Linked DNA regions of Mus musculus: regions 1 and 3 are each linked to region 2. The links are chromatin contacts, called in public Hi-C and HiChIP or PLAC-seq maps. All regions are on one chromosome and are shown on one strand. The core of a region is the stretch at or near the end of the contact, and the rest is flanking DNA. Distances in the headings are between cores, read along the strand shown.

Region 1 (4,477 bases), core at 565-3,064, 240 kb after region 2:
TGAATGCTAACCTTCAGACAGCTATCCATTGTAGCAAAGCCATGGTCTTGATGGCTTATGCATCACAGAAAGAATGGCTTTATAAACAATATGACTCAGTACTTAGTAATATGAAGATCACCTTCCAAATTTCAAAAGAGTGTATGGGCTTCAGTGTAGAACTTGAGAATTACTAGTAGTGGCTCAAAGCCACTACTGGATGTTTTAAAGTGCTCGCGTATGGGTGGGGTCAGAGGGTATCCAGAGTTGCTTGTCAGGAGTGTGCTTGAGCGCGTGAGAGTGCTTGTGCTTTTGGATTCCAGAGAGGCCCCATTGAGTGTTTTCCTCAGTCACTCTCCACTGCACGTTTTGAGGCAGAGCCTCTCACTGAGCCTTTTCCTCAGTTACTCTCCACTGCACGTTTTGAGGCAGAGCCTCTCACTGAGCCCGGGATACTCTGATTTGGCTAGACTATGGCCAGCTAGTCCCAGGGATCTTTCTGTTCCACTTCCCTAGCTCTGTGTGACAGATGGATGCTGAGGATCAGAACCTGGCTCTTCATGCTTATGTAACAAGCATTTCACCAGCAGAGCCACCATTTCAGCCCTAAAACTCTTATGTAAGATGTAAGTTTCCCTCATCTAAATAAAATGCGTGAGACCTAAGTGCTTTGGCGTTCAGACCCACCCCACCTGAGGAGTTGGAATATTTGCATATATATAGCATGAGATGTTTTGAGGTTGGAATCCAGGCCTCAATGCGAGATTTATTTGTGTTTCACATATACCATGGTAAGCATACAGTCTACCAAATGAGCTACATTCTTAGCCCTCTCATTGGTTAAATCCCATGTATGTTAATGAGAGTTCTAAAATGGAAGAGTATTAGTTTAAATTTGGTTGCTTAGTGTATATTTCGCTAAAGAATGAAAATTTTTATTGCTTAGGGAAAAAAAAAACAAGCAGTGGCCAATGAGCTGGCTCAGTGGGTAAAGACACATGTCACCAGGCCTCAGGACCTGAATTTAATCCCTGGGATCAACATGTAGAAGTGATTGTCCTCTTACTTCTACATTGTGTCCCCACCCCCAGTAAATGTAGAAAAAAGTGATTCAGTATACACTTAAGTGTTCCCCTATCATGGTGTCAGAGGTGGCTATGTAGGTGCTCAGAGGATTCACTTTCCTCACCTTGAATTTCAGGTTTTTGACTAAAGATGCCTAACCTGTTCACTGTTTAAATATCAGATGGGTAGTAGCACTCCCGTGGTCTCTGGGGCTCTGCTCTTACACAGCAGTGGTTTAGTTGGCATTAGACACTTCCCAAATGCCATATCCATATTTTATCTACTGCCCACTCACTTATAGGAGGGTCTGAATCTTAAGGAGTCTCTGTAGTTTTTATGAAATACCTTTGTTACATGAATTTCAGTGATTGGGTTTTTAGTTCTAGAAATTTGATGGAGGATCATAATACAGGATAGAGTTCTTTTTTGTAGCATGGCTGCAAGAGCTGGCGTTGCACGCATTACTGTGTCTGTTAAACTTCTGGAAACAAGCCAGTGTGTCTATGGTGAGTTTCATATGTGAGCACTGAGCCACTAAAAGCCTTGCACAGGGTTACAACTCTTCTGAGAGAGGACGTGTTGGAGATTCAGCAGCGAAGCAGCAGCAGCAGCAGCAGCAGCAACAAGCAGTCACAGTGGTAGTAAAGGCAGGGCAGCTTCAGCTAGCACAGCTCACAGAGCGAGGCAGGGAACACGCACACAGCTCCCATACTGCTTCCTTGGGAGGCAAAGCAGGACCGTCCGGGGCAAGCTTCTAGTTTCATGGTTATGATGTCAAGTCATGTGATAATACTGTACCATAAGTTGCCAACTTTGCTTTACTCTAGAGAAGATCCTTTGCTGCAGTGCTTTTGTTCCCCTTTTTCTTTCATTTTTCTTTTCTTGAAAGAGAAAAAATTGTGCAATGTATGTTTATGCCTACACCATGCCGAGGCGACACTTAGCAGTAAATAATCTCTGTATCCCCGAGGTAAGATACTGTTTGTGCTTTCCCTGCACAGTGCTGCTGCAGCACGGAGCCGATCCAAACATCCGGAACACCGATGGGAAATCAGCTCTGGACCTGGCAGATCCTTCAGCAAAAGCTGTCCTCACAGGTAAGGAGCCAGCGCTAGGAGGCTGATTTTATAAGATTTTCATGCACTGAATATTTTTCCACTAATGAAGCTAAGAAAATACTAAAAATCTTATTGATTGGATGTGCATCTTATTAATTGTGTTGAGATATATACCTATATATGTATATATCATATAGATTGATATATCTTAATTTTACTGCTTATAGCACTGAGAATTACAGCATTACATCATAGTGTTTCTCATATTTTGTCAGTTTTATGGCTTACATCACAGTTTTCCTCTACCTCCTCTTCTCGGCTGGTTTTTTAAAGCCCTTCACTGTTGAGCAGACAAGGGCATTTGTGTTACTGTAAAAGTAGTTTTCATTGGGAAGACAACCTGCTGCCTTATCCCTGGGGTCAACAGCTACACTTGGGTGCTCTCCTCACCCACTTTTATATATTTCATTATATCTTTGTACTTTTTACCCTGATAGCCAAGTTTTTTAGATTGGGGTAATATATTGTCTTTCTACTTCTGTAATGCAGATTTGGGGCTTATTAATTTTATAAAAGTAAATGCCAAGAACCATCACAGAGGAGACCCTGAGGGTAGAGAGCACCCTTCGTCATGGTCGGCAAGATTATGTTTAACGGCTAGATTTTGAGCTGCTGTTCTCATTGATCTTCGTTCTCAGTGCTGCATTGGCTCTGTTTGGTTTTGTTCTCAGCATACCGGTCCTGCTGCCTTTGCCCTCCTTTACTCTGTGATGTGGAGCCTCCTAGTCACTGCACTGCTAACAGTGCTGTTATAGATTGTGTAGAAGAGAGCTTTAACTGTGTTTAAGTTATCAATCTGCTGTGCACTCTTAATAGAGATTGTGAAGTGAATAGAAGGCATTTATGTACAGAAAGCTTTAAAAATATATGGAATTTTGCTTAATTACTCTACGTGGAACGACAACTTCCCACTGTGCTAAAATTAATATAATCACTGCTAAATCAGAGTAATCTGATATTTCTCAATTAATTAAAGATGAAATGAGTTGCTACATGAGGAGAGCATATACCAGAGGAATAAAGCTTTTTAAATCAGTGGAGATAAAGTTACTGCACAGTTTTAAATGATGAAATCGGGCCTACCTGATTTGTCTCTGACCTGCCTGGTCCTGAAACCTTCAGTCTCTTATTAAACAGTCATGTGCAACAGAATAGCAGCCTTCCGTGGTCTCTGGCCGGAGGAGAAAGACAGTATAGAAACAGCTCCTCTCATAGCTGCTATAGTATGTGCCAAGGGCTAAGCAAGACTGTATTTCTGAGTGTCCTCCCCCTGACCTTTCCTCTTCTCCGGCTCTCTGCCTGCCTGTCTATTTGTTAGGTGCATTTAATGCGTCATTGCCTGTAGGACTGTTTGAAAGACATAGGTTTAGATATAAGCCACTAACCGTAAGAAGCTGTCTCCTAATTTTCACTGCAGGTCAGAGAAGATCATTTTAGGGTACAGCTTTGGCATGCTTGCTTGAAGAGGCTGGAGTATGGTGGAGGACAGATAGCATATTTGATTTGAACACTGTCTAGCATTGCACTCTGCTTAGATGGAAAGATTCTAGTTTTCTGTATTTTGCTACTAATATTTAACTGCTGCTTGCACTGTTTTTTCTAAAAATATTTTTGAGGCAACTTTTCTTTCAGTTGTGGTTTAAGGAAAAAAGTTTAGAATAATAGTTCCCTTGGAAATATAAACTGTCCTCCTACTGCACATTCATTCTATGACATACATTAAGCAAACACTCAGGTGAGCTGTTTCAGAGTGGTTTTCTGCCCGTATGTGCTTGTTACTGAGGAATTCTTTCTGATGCAGTTACGATGGAAATATTATTTCTCAAACTACATTTTAGAAAATTAAGCATTGGTTTTACAAAGGGAAGAAGGCTCAGCGCGACCCACTCTTGTCTAGTAAATGCAAAGCTCACGTTCAGTCCTCCTCACACTGTCCTGAAGGGGAGGGAGGCTCTTGAAGGGGCGTCTTAGAGGTGTTAGGCTCACTCCAAGTCTCATTCTTACTCCAGAGGAGTTGCAGTGCTATTATATAACTTGAGAGTGATTTTCTTTCTTTAATTTCTCTGTGGATATTTAGGTGCTGAAGATCTGATAGTCTATCATTTATGTTACAAATTTGCTACATGAGCCAAACGATGCGCAGGTATACCTTAAAGCAAATGAACAAAGAGTAAATCTCTTTTTATAGAACATTAACGGTGTGTGTGTGATTGATTTTTTTTTTTAAAATATAAAGACTGCTGTAAAAAGCACACAGACTGTCAGTAGGACAGTTGACCATCACCACATAGCCTTTGCTTTGTATAGTCCCATTA
Region 2 (3,985 bases), core at 194-2,693:
TCTTGGGCCAAACATACAAACCCTCACAGGGTGTGTCCCTACATTTTTCAGGACCTTAATGCAACAAAAGTTGCCTTCCTGTAACAGCTGGAAAGAAACAATAGCAGATCTCCATTGTAGTCCAGACTCCTTAAAGGACCAGCTGCAGTGCAGCTAGAGTTACAAGCAGTAGTGAGCTGTTCAGTATGGATTCAGGGAACCAAACCCAGATGCTTTGGACGAGCAGCAAACATCCTTAACTGCTGAGCCATCTCTCCAGGCGCCCTCGCTTTTTTAACGGCAGCCAGTCTCATGTAGCCCAGGCTAACCCCTAACTCATTACATGGCTGAGGGTGATCTTAAACGTCTGACCCTCCTCCCTCTAGCTCCTGGTATCAACATTAGTCTTTTCTCCGGAAGAGTATCGCTATTGTACAAACCCAGGCAATACAAAAACCGCAACATTCCGTGAGAGCTAGAGCCCAAGGTAAGGGTGGCGCGCTCCAGAAGGGGCGTGGGTGTTTGCCTATGGAGCAGCCTGCACTGGCCACTCCCCCAGCAAATCCCAGCCAGGCCGCCGGTTCTCTCTGAGCCCGGCTCCAAGGCAGTGCTGGTGAGCAGCTTGTCATGATGGGAACATGTCTCATTCCTTTCTGTCACGGTCAGATGCTCAACAGTTTCCTGGGATTTGGAGCAAGTTGTTCACGTTCTTGACTGATTGCTCATCTGTTAGAAAGATTCAGGGGAGGGCCCCAAGATTGCTGGCAAAGACTGACCCTAGAGGAGGAAGCAAAAGTCATGGCTATCCAACTGCCCAGAGTAGTAGCTCTCAGCCTTCGTAATGCTGCAACCCTTTAATACAATTCCTCATGTTGTGGTGACATCCCATCCCCACCCCGCCTATGACATTATTTCTGTCGCTACTTCGTAACTGTAATTTTTCTTCTGTTATGAATCATAATGTAATGTCTAATATCCAGGATATCTGATATTCAAGGCCTGTGAAAGATGATTGGATGGCCAAGGGGGTCGTATCCTTTCTGAGGCTAACGGGAGGGGGTGGGGATGAGAGGGAGGGGCTAGGAAGAGAGGTGGGAGGGGAAGCTTCGATCTAAATGTTAATCAATAACTTAATCAATTTTAAAAAGAAAAAGAAAAGAAAAGGCCGTTCTATTGATGAGCACTGTGCTCTGTGGTCACCACAATCTGGACACATCTTGTTGGTTGGATCCCTAGTTGGCAAGGTCATGTGCAGGGTAAATTCAGACACACGTCTTTTCCAGAGTGAGCACCGGGGTGGGGGCGGAGGGTCCTGGGAAGACAGAGAGTTCTTCGGCTACCTACATTCTTTAAAAATCTACTAGTTTTGCCCAATGATTTGGTCAGCCTTGACCAAAGAAGCATTTTTTAAGGGAAATTTCACTCCTACATCCACTTCCAAAGTAATGTTCCTGCTGTCCACCAGGGGGCGATTGAAACGCGGCCCCGAAATCAGAACCAGGAGGCGCTGTGAGTCTGAAGGGAAAGCAGCAGCAGGAAATAGGTGGCTTTACGCAGTGATTCTTGTAACAAAACTCACCAACCAACCCTCTTAACTTTTCTAGGATTCTCTGGTTAGGTTTCCACTCTGGTGCTGTAGGGGTAGATGTTACTGCTCCCCGACGTGATCCAGAAAGGCCAAACTCTCTCTCTCTCTCTCTCTCTCTCTCTCTCTCTCTCTCTCTCTCTCTCTCTCTCTCTCTCTCTCTCTCTCTCTCTCTCTCTCTCTCTCTCTCTCTCTCTCTCTCCTCTACCGCACAGAGTGTTTCCACCCTGCTACCGAATTGCCTCGATATTCGGTGGATTATGGCATCAATCTGAGCCGTGCACAAGGTCAAAGAACTTGGTGGCTTCTTGCTCGAAGTATGGGCAGGTACAGCATTCATTTCACAAGCAAGCAGCCACTGTCTTACAGGGCTCATGCAGCCAAACCGTGCCTTTTTCTTGAGTAGGACCAGCCCTCAGACACTGCTCTGCCCGGTCGCCATCTTCTCGTCACTGTGTGTCACTAAGAAATGGGTCATCTTTGCTGTTAGAGTAATTTTGTTTCTGGTTGAAAAAATTGTAGCATGCATATGTTTCCAAGGCTGGGACATAGTCAGTGAAGAGGAAGACCAGGAGAAAGCGCAGACTAGAGCAGCAGTTTTATCTGACCCTGCTTGGTTCAGGCTACTGAATTGAGTGAGGCTCTGCATCCGTAGGCTCTGCATTCTAAATTAGAATGATCTGGTCCTTTGGAAGTTCCTAGGATTTGAGAGGTGACTTAGTAACCATCTCTGACCTCTCTGGGGGCTGGCTCACTGGTACCCAGCTTCCAAATCCTAACAGTGAGGTAGAAGCAAGCTCAAGACTTACTTTACTCTGCCTGTCGACTTCCCAGTTGGTATAAGCCAGGCATTCCGACAGAAACCCATCACTCCTCGTGGTTTGTCTGTGGAGCTAGGTAAGTAGGCTTTTGTGAGCTGGCCTTGGGAGCTTGCCCATTATGTGTAATTTCAGAGCTGTGGGATACGAAGCTCACATTCTAAATGACTGCCTCACTGGCTTTTAGAATTTTCCTGAAATGAGTATATTGCTGATTGTGAACAACCTGGGTCGTTTTTTGGTTTTGTTTTGTTTTCTGTAAATGACCAGAAATGGGCTGAGAGAGAGTTGGGGGTAAATCAGAATATTTCTGAACGGCAGAATCCATCTCTTTGTGAAGAAGGCTGACATGCCTCGGGAAGGGAAGCGGGGTCATGCTGGTTCTTAAATGATTAGTCAAAGGGAACTGTGAGGCGTGCCTCTCACCCTTCATCCTGGCTCTGCGTGTAAATGTCTGTGTCTTAGAGGAGAGGCAGAAGCCGAGGAGAATGTACTGAAAGCTGAGACGCACTGGAAATGCCTTCCGCGGTGAAGATCAGGCTGTCCCAGGAAGATCAATTCTGCAGAACAAAACTCAGTGATGGCTTTGGCTTGGACATGCAGGCTGCGCATCTCCCACATACTGCCTCCATGAGCTGAGGCAAGGTGGAGGATAGGGGCCATTCTTCAGTCACCAGAGATGATGTGAAACACAGGGTAACACATGGCACACCACATCGATCTGACAGGATGTGTTGCTGTGACCATATGCTCGCCCACAAACTTGGGCAGACAAGAAAACATCTTTACATTTAAGAAGCACAGTTTAAAATAAAATTTTAAAAAAAATGTGTGTTTGTATAAACACTGCAAGTTCCTGCTAGAAGCTGGCAATGTTGGGTTTCTTAGGAAGTGAAAGAAAACTGCCTTTAGCATGCAGGCTGGGCACTGACAGCCTCCATCTATCAGAAGACATTTTATCCCTGGCATTCTCTCATCTCAGTGGTTGAGCCCTCTCCGTTATCCTTTTCTCCCGGCTTTTTGGCTATTTGTTCTTCAGAATTCTGGCAGATCTTGGCTGCCGGCGCTCTATCACTAGACACAGAGACTGAGACATGATGACTTACAAAGAAGAGAGGTGCCGTCATGCTAATGGTTCTACAAGCTGGGAAGCCCAATCCCACGATGCCCACAATTGGTTGGCTCCTGGCAAGGACCTCATTTTGCTCCAAATCATGGTACCGACTAGGACAAGCAGAAGTGATTATTAGAAGTGAAGCACCCAGCAACCCTGACTTTTGATGAACTCACAGTGAGGTAGCTGAGCCTGTGAGCAATGACGCACTCACTCCCATCACCCAGAGAAAGGTATCAGACTCTTTGCAAGGCCTCTGTCTCTTACCACCACTTCCCAGCAGGCTTGAGTTTCCAGCATCCCCATACTGGGATCCAAGGGTCCACATGAGTTTTGATGGAGATCAACCACCCTCTCTGCTTGTGTTACTTGTGTCAATTTCTTAGACTGTTAACTCTCTTGAGTAGAGTTTCCTAAAGTCTCTCCACAAAGCACAGCTTTGAAGATGTTGTATGAACAAATAAATAATAGGTGTATACAAACGAATGC
Region 3 (3,809 bases), core at 295-2,794, 210 kb after region 2:
AATGCTGTCACCTTCGATGTAATTGTGCACTTGGCCCTCTGGTCCGATTGCAGTATTTCCCCTTGATATATCCCTCTACTTTTGGCTAGCGCTGCAGTGGGAAATCCTGTCTTCATATTCACAGCAGCAAAGGAGACACAGTGCTGGTGTTGAGTGTAGGCCTTCTCTGGTCCATCGCCTGCCTAGGCAGGATAATTACCTTCTGCTGTTGAGCTAATCTTTTTGCGTTGGAATTTAACCATCTTTTTTTCTTGGGACAGTTTATTTTTACTCCCTGTTTCTTACCTTTTTTGTTTCTGGTAGTTTCTCTGTTGGGTTTGGAGAAAGCACTCCTTTAGTTCTCTGTACTTTAGCATTCTCTCCCTCTCTCTACCTCTCTCCCTCTCTCTCCCCCTCTCCCTCCCCAAACCAGGTTCTATAAGATAGAATAATTTTCAGCTAGGGTCTGCTTTTGACAAATGAGAAATCAACAGGGAAATATACTCCTTTGTGACTTTTGATGAACCAATCAGAAGCTAGTTTATCTTCTAAGGATTAAAAGCTAATATAGTTACAATGAAAGCTAGAAGAGGAAGCAATAACGTTAAATATAAAATATTTGTCATTGGATGGTATATTACAGAGTAATCAGAAACTTCTAACTAGGTGTCTGTGCTTTGTTGTGTATTAGATGAGGTAAACCAGTTGGTACATAGAAGACAAGTAAGGTGGAGGTTCTTTCCGCAGTTCCCAGTACAGATGTTCACAACAGCATACACATTTCTTCCGTAAAATACAGTAAACCCAAATACCTAAAAACATGTCAGAAGAAGAAAGTGGACAGAATGAGAGTGAAGGCATGGTGGTGGAGCTGTCGTGAGATAAACAGCAGCTGCCTTCCACACATCAGCCAGGATGCACATGATTCAGAATGAACTTAGAGTTAGAAGTTCCTCCATGTCTGGACCCTCTGGAGTAGGCAGTGATGTTAGGGAGCCACTGAATACCCTGGGGAGAAAAGTGTTTAAAAGCTCTACAGTTATTGTTCAAAAGCTTCTGTGTTGCTAATTTTTGTGAACGTGACACAGGCATATCTGGGAGGAGAGGGACTCTAGGTTTAGGAGTTTTCTCCATCAGATTGGCTCGTGTGCAAGTCTGTGAGGCAATTTTTTGATTACTGATGGATGTGGGAGAACCCCAGCCCACTGTGGGTGGAGCCATTCCTGGGTAGTTGATGGTAATTCTTATAAGAAACAGGGCTGTTGGGCTGGTGAGATAGCTCAGTGGTTAAGAGCATCAACTTCCCAAGGTCCTGAGTCCAAATCCCAGCAACCACATGGTTGCTCACAACCATCCGTAATGAGAGCTGACTCCTTCTTCAGGAGTGTCTGAAGACAGCTACAGTGTACTTACATATAATAAATAAATAAATCTTTAAAAAAAAAAGAAAGAAAAAGAAACGGGGCTGAGCAAGCCATGCAAAGGGGACAGACACCAGTAAGGAGGGTTTCTTCTCCATGGGTCTTGGTTTCACTTCCTGTTTCCTGACTACTTCCCTTCATGTTGGACTGTGAAGTGGGAAGCCACACAAACCCTTTGATCCCCAAGCTGCCTTTGGTGGTGTTTGATCCCAGCAGTAGAGAGCCAATGAGGCCAGTCTTGTGGCTGGAATTACGTAAACAGTAGATCACTGATACCTTCCCTTCTAAGGTATCTCGTGGATCCTCTGTCACTAAAAGCCCGTTTATCTTTTATGTCAGTGTTCTTGACAATTTCAAGCTTACTTTACTCTTTGTCTTTTGGGTGTTCTTGGATCTTACAATACTTACAGAAAAATTAAAAAATGACATGTAATATGAACTTTGCTATTGTGATCCAGTGCTCGTTGCTTTGTTGGTAGTCAGGTTAGGAAGAAAATGCCTTCTTAGTCTGTTGTTTGCTACTGTTTATAAAATATTTCAGTTTATATTACACCAAACGCCTTTGGGTTTTCTTTTTTGATAACATTGTTCATGTTACCGTTAAGGTTTAAGGTTGTTTCTTGCAGATTTTAATTGTAGGCAAGCTTAAAATGTTAAATGTTAAGTGGAATGACTTTTCCTGGTTTTTTAGCTCAGACCTGGGGAATAAATACCCGTGGCCCTACATCTTGTACTGAAACACTTCAAAGGGCCTTAATTATAATACTTTAAAATCAGTTCTTTAAGAATGTTGCTAAGTGTATTTAGTTAGGCCTTGTACTTTGAATTTAGTTTTTCCTTAAAGTACATTTTTTGTTTTCTTTAAATATGTGAAATGACATTATTTACCAGCAAACATGTGCTGAAATTTACAAATCATCTTACACTCTACTTACATTCTACTGCTCCTGGACAGGGGTAGCTCAATTTTATATCAGAATAGTGAAACCAGAGAGAGCTGGCCATGTGTCCAGTCTGCTGTTCTGGCACAATAGTACTGAGCAGTGGTAGAGGTCCTACAGTCTCGGTTCTGTCCCTCCCTCCCTCGACCATCACAACCCAACCCTTCCCATTATGAGAAGCAAGGCTCCTGGGGAGTTTGAAGGCTTGTTGCTTTGTTCCTGTTGGGACAGAAAAGACAATGATGGATTAGGTGACATCAGTCAGGTCAGGCCACTGGCATTCTGCGAGCCCAGGTAAGGAGCTTGCATTTGAGGAAGGGTCTATCCTGTGGTCTCTCTATGCTAGCTGATGTCAACAGCAGGCATGCGAAGATGAGGCCCAGAGGACTAGTAAGGTCGTTGGATGAGTGTCTAGCTGTTGGCTTACGTCTTTCCCACTTGGACCCTCACAGACCAAGGTGCTCACCCAGAATTTGGGACCCAGCTGTCCTTGCCTTCTAACTCTGTGCCAGATCTTTATTGTTAGACAGGAGAGCAGGAGTGTCCTTAACTAGTTGCCTCTGATTTTGTTCTTGATTCTTTACTTTTTATTGTGATTTGTGTGTGTGTGTGTGTGTGTGTGTGTCTGTCTGTCTGTCTGTCTGTTAGTCTGTCTGTGTGTGTCTGTGTGTTCATACGGAGGGCAGAGGTCCATGCTGGGTGTTCTGCAGTCACCTTCCATCTTAGTTTTTGAGACTGGGTCTCTTTGTTGAGCCTGTAGCTCCAGGGATCCCTCTGTCCCACACCAAGTTCCCAGCTTTCTTCTTTTTTCCTAACGTGGGTATGGGAGATTCAGATTGAGATCCTTATGTCTGCATACCGAGCACTTGAACAGACCGGATCATTTTCCTAGCTCCTTAGTGTTTTTAAAAGAGGATCTCTTTATGTAGCATAGGCTGGCCTACAAACATTGCTCAGTCTCCCTCCAGCATTGTGGGATTAGAGGCATGTGCTGCCATATTTGGCTCTGATGTGCTCATTTTTACATAGTGTATTAGAGTTTCCTGGAGGAGAAGAACAGATAGAATTTATTATTGTTATTATTGCATCCACTAACAGTGAGATAGAACAATTGTTTCACTTGAGACATCTAGGACTGGTAGTTGCTCAGCCTTGAGGCTGGGTGCTTAAGCTATCCCAGTCTGGTGCCCCAAACCTGGTGTGTTCTGGAGACTTTGGTCTCCTATCAGTGCAGGAATGAGCTGCAGCGGTCAGGAGGAACTGAAGCAGCAAAGGAGGGAAGGCCAAGTTAGCGGGACAGCCTTCCTTCTCCATGCCCCTTTAATCTGGGTTGCTACCGGAATGCACTGTTCACACGGTGCTCCCAGCTCAGCTAAGGCACTCACTCGGTCGGTACAGCTCCCGGCCCAGGTGACTCTAGTTTGTGCAGAGTTGATTTAAAGTGAACATCTCATTCAGCTATCTGAAA

The links. A called contact is a pair of places that touch in the nucleus more often than the background predicts. HiChIP or PLAC-seq counts read pairs in DNA pulled down with a chosen protein or histone mark.
Region 1: a Hi-C map of bone marrow-derived macrophages shows a contact between it and region 2, with 26 read pairs. The contact joins two enhancer-like sites. A contact is called at or near these places in 1 of 484 Hi-C or Micro-C datasets (bone marrow-derived macrophages), 5 of 115 datasets of contacts at active chromatin or transcription factors (bone marrow-derived dendritic cells, bone marrow-derived macrophages, embryonic stem cells and 1 more) and 3 of 9 other capture datasets (adipose tissue, liver and pancreatic islet).
Region 3: an H3K4me3 HiChIP or PLAC-seq map of bone marrow-derived macrophages shows a contact between it and region 2, with 3 times the contacts expected there. The contact joins two enhancer-like sites. A contact is called at or near these places in 7 of 484 Hi-C or Micro-C datasets (bone marrow-derived macrophages, cerebral cortex, embryonic somatosensory cortex and 3 more) and 5 of 115 datasets of contacts at active chromatin or transcription factors (acute myeloid leukemia, bone marrow-derived macrophages, embryonic stem cells and 2 more).

What each region holds. Positions count from the first base shown.
Region 1 is chr8:34,916,043-34,920,519 of GRCm38.p6, reverse strand. Tnks (tankyrase, TRF1-interacting ankyrin-related ADP-ribose polymerase) reads left to right here. Exons shown (of 27, transcript NM_175091.3): 3 at 2,046-2,141. Among named protein-coding and RNA genes, the nearest start is that of Tnks, 47 kb to the left of the region's middle. Within about 2 kb of position 1,814, at least 38 of the 459 cell types and tissues checked have an H3K27ac peak or open chromatin away from gene starts, as enhancers often do. A contact at or near this core is called in bone marrow-derived macrophages, where this site is marked.
Region 2 is chr8:35,156,994-35,160,978 of GRCm38.p6, reverse strand. No RefSeq gene overlaps it. Among named protein-coding and RNA genes, the nearest start is that of Gm34474, 60 kb to the left of the region's middle. Within about 2 kb of position 1,443, at least 32 of the 459 cell types and tissues checked have an H3K27ac peak or open chromatin away from gene starts, as enhancers often do. A contact at or near this core is called in bone marrow-derived macrophages, where this site is marked.
Region 3 is chr8:34,943,031-34,946,839 of GRCm38.p6, reverse strand. All of the region lies in intron 1 of Tnks (tankyrase, TRF1-interacting ankyrin-related ADP-ribose polymerase), which reads left to right. Among named protein-coding and RNA genes, the nearest start is that of Tnks, 21 kb to the left of the region's middle. Within about 2 kb of position 1,544, at least 55 of the 459 cell types and tissues checked have an H3K27ac peak or open chromatin away from gene starts, as enhancers often do. A contact at or near this core is called in bone marrow-derived macrophages, where this site is marked.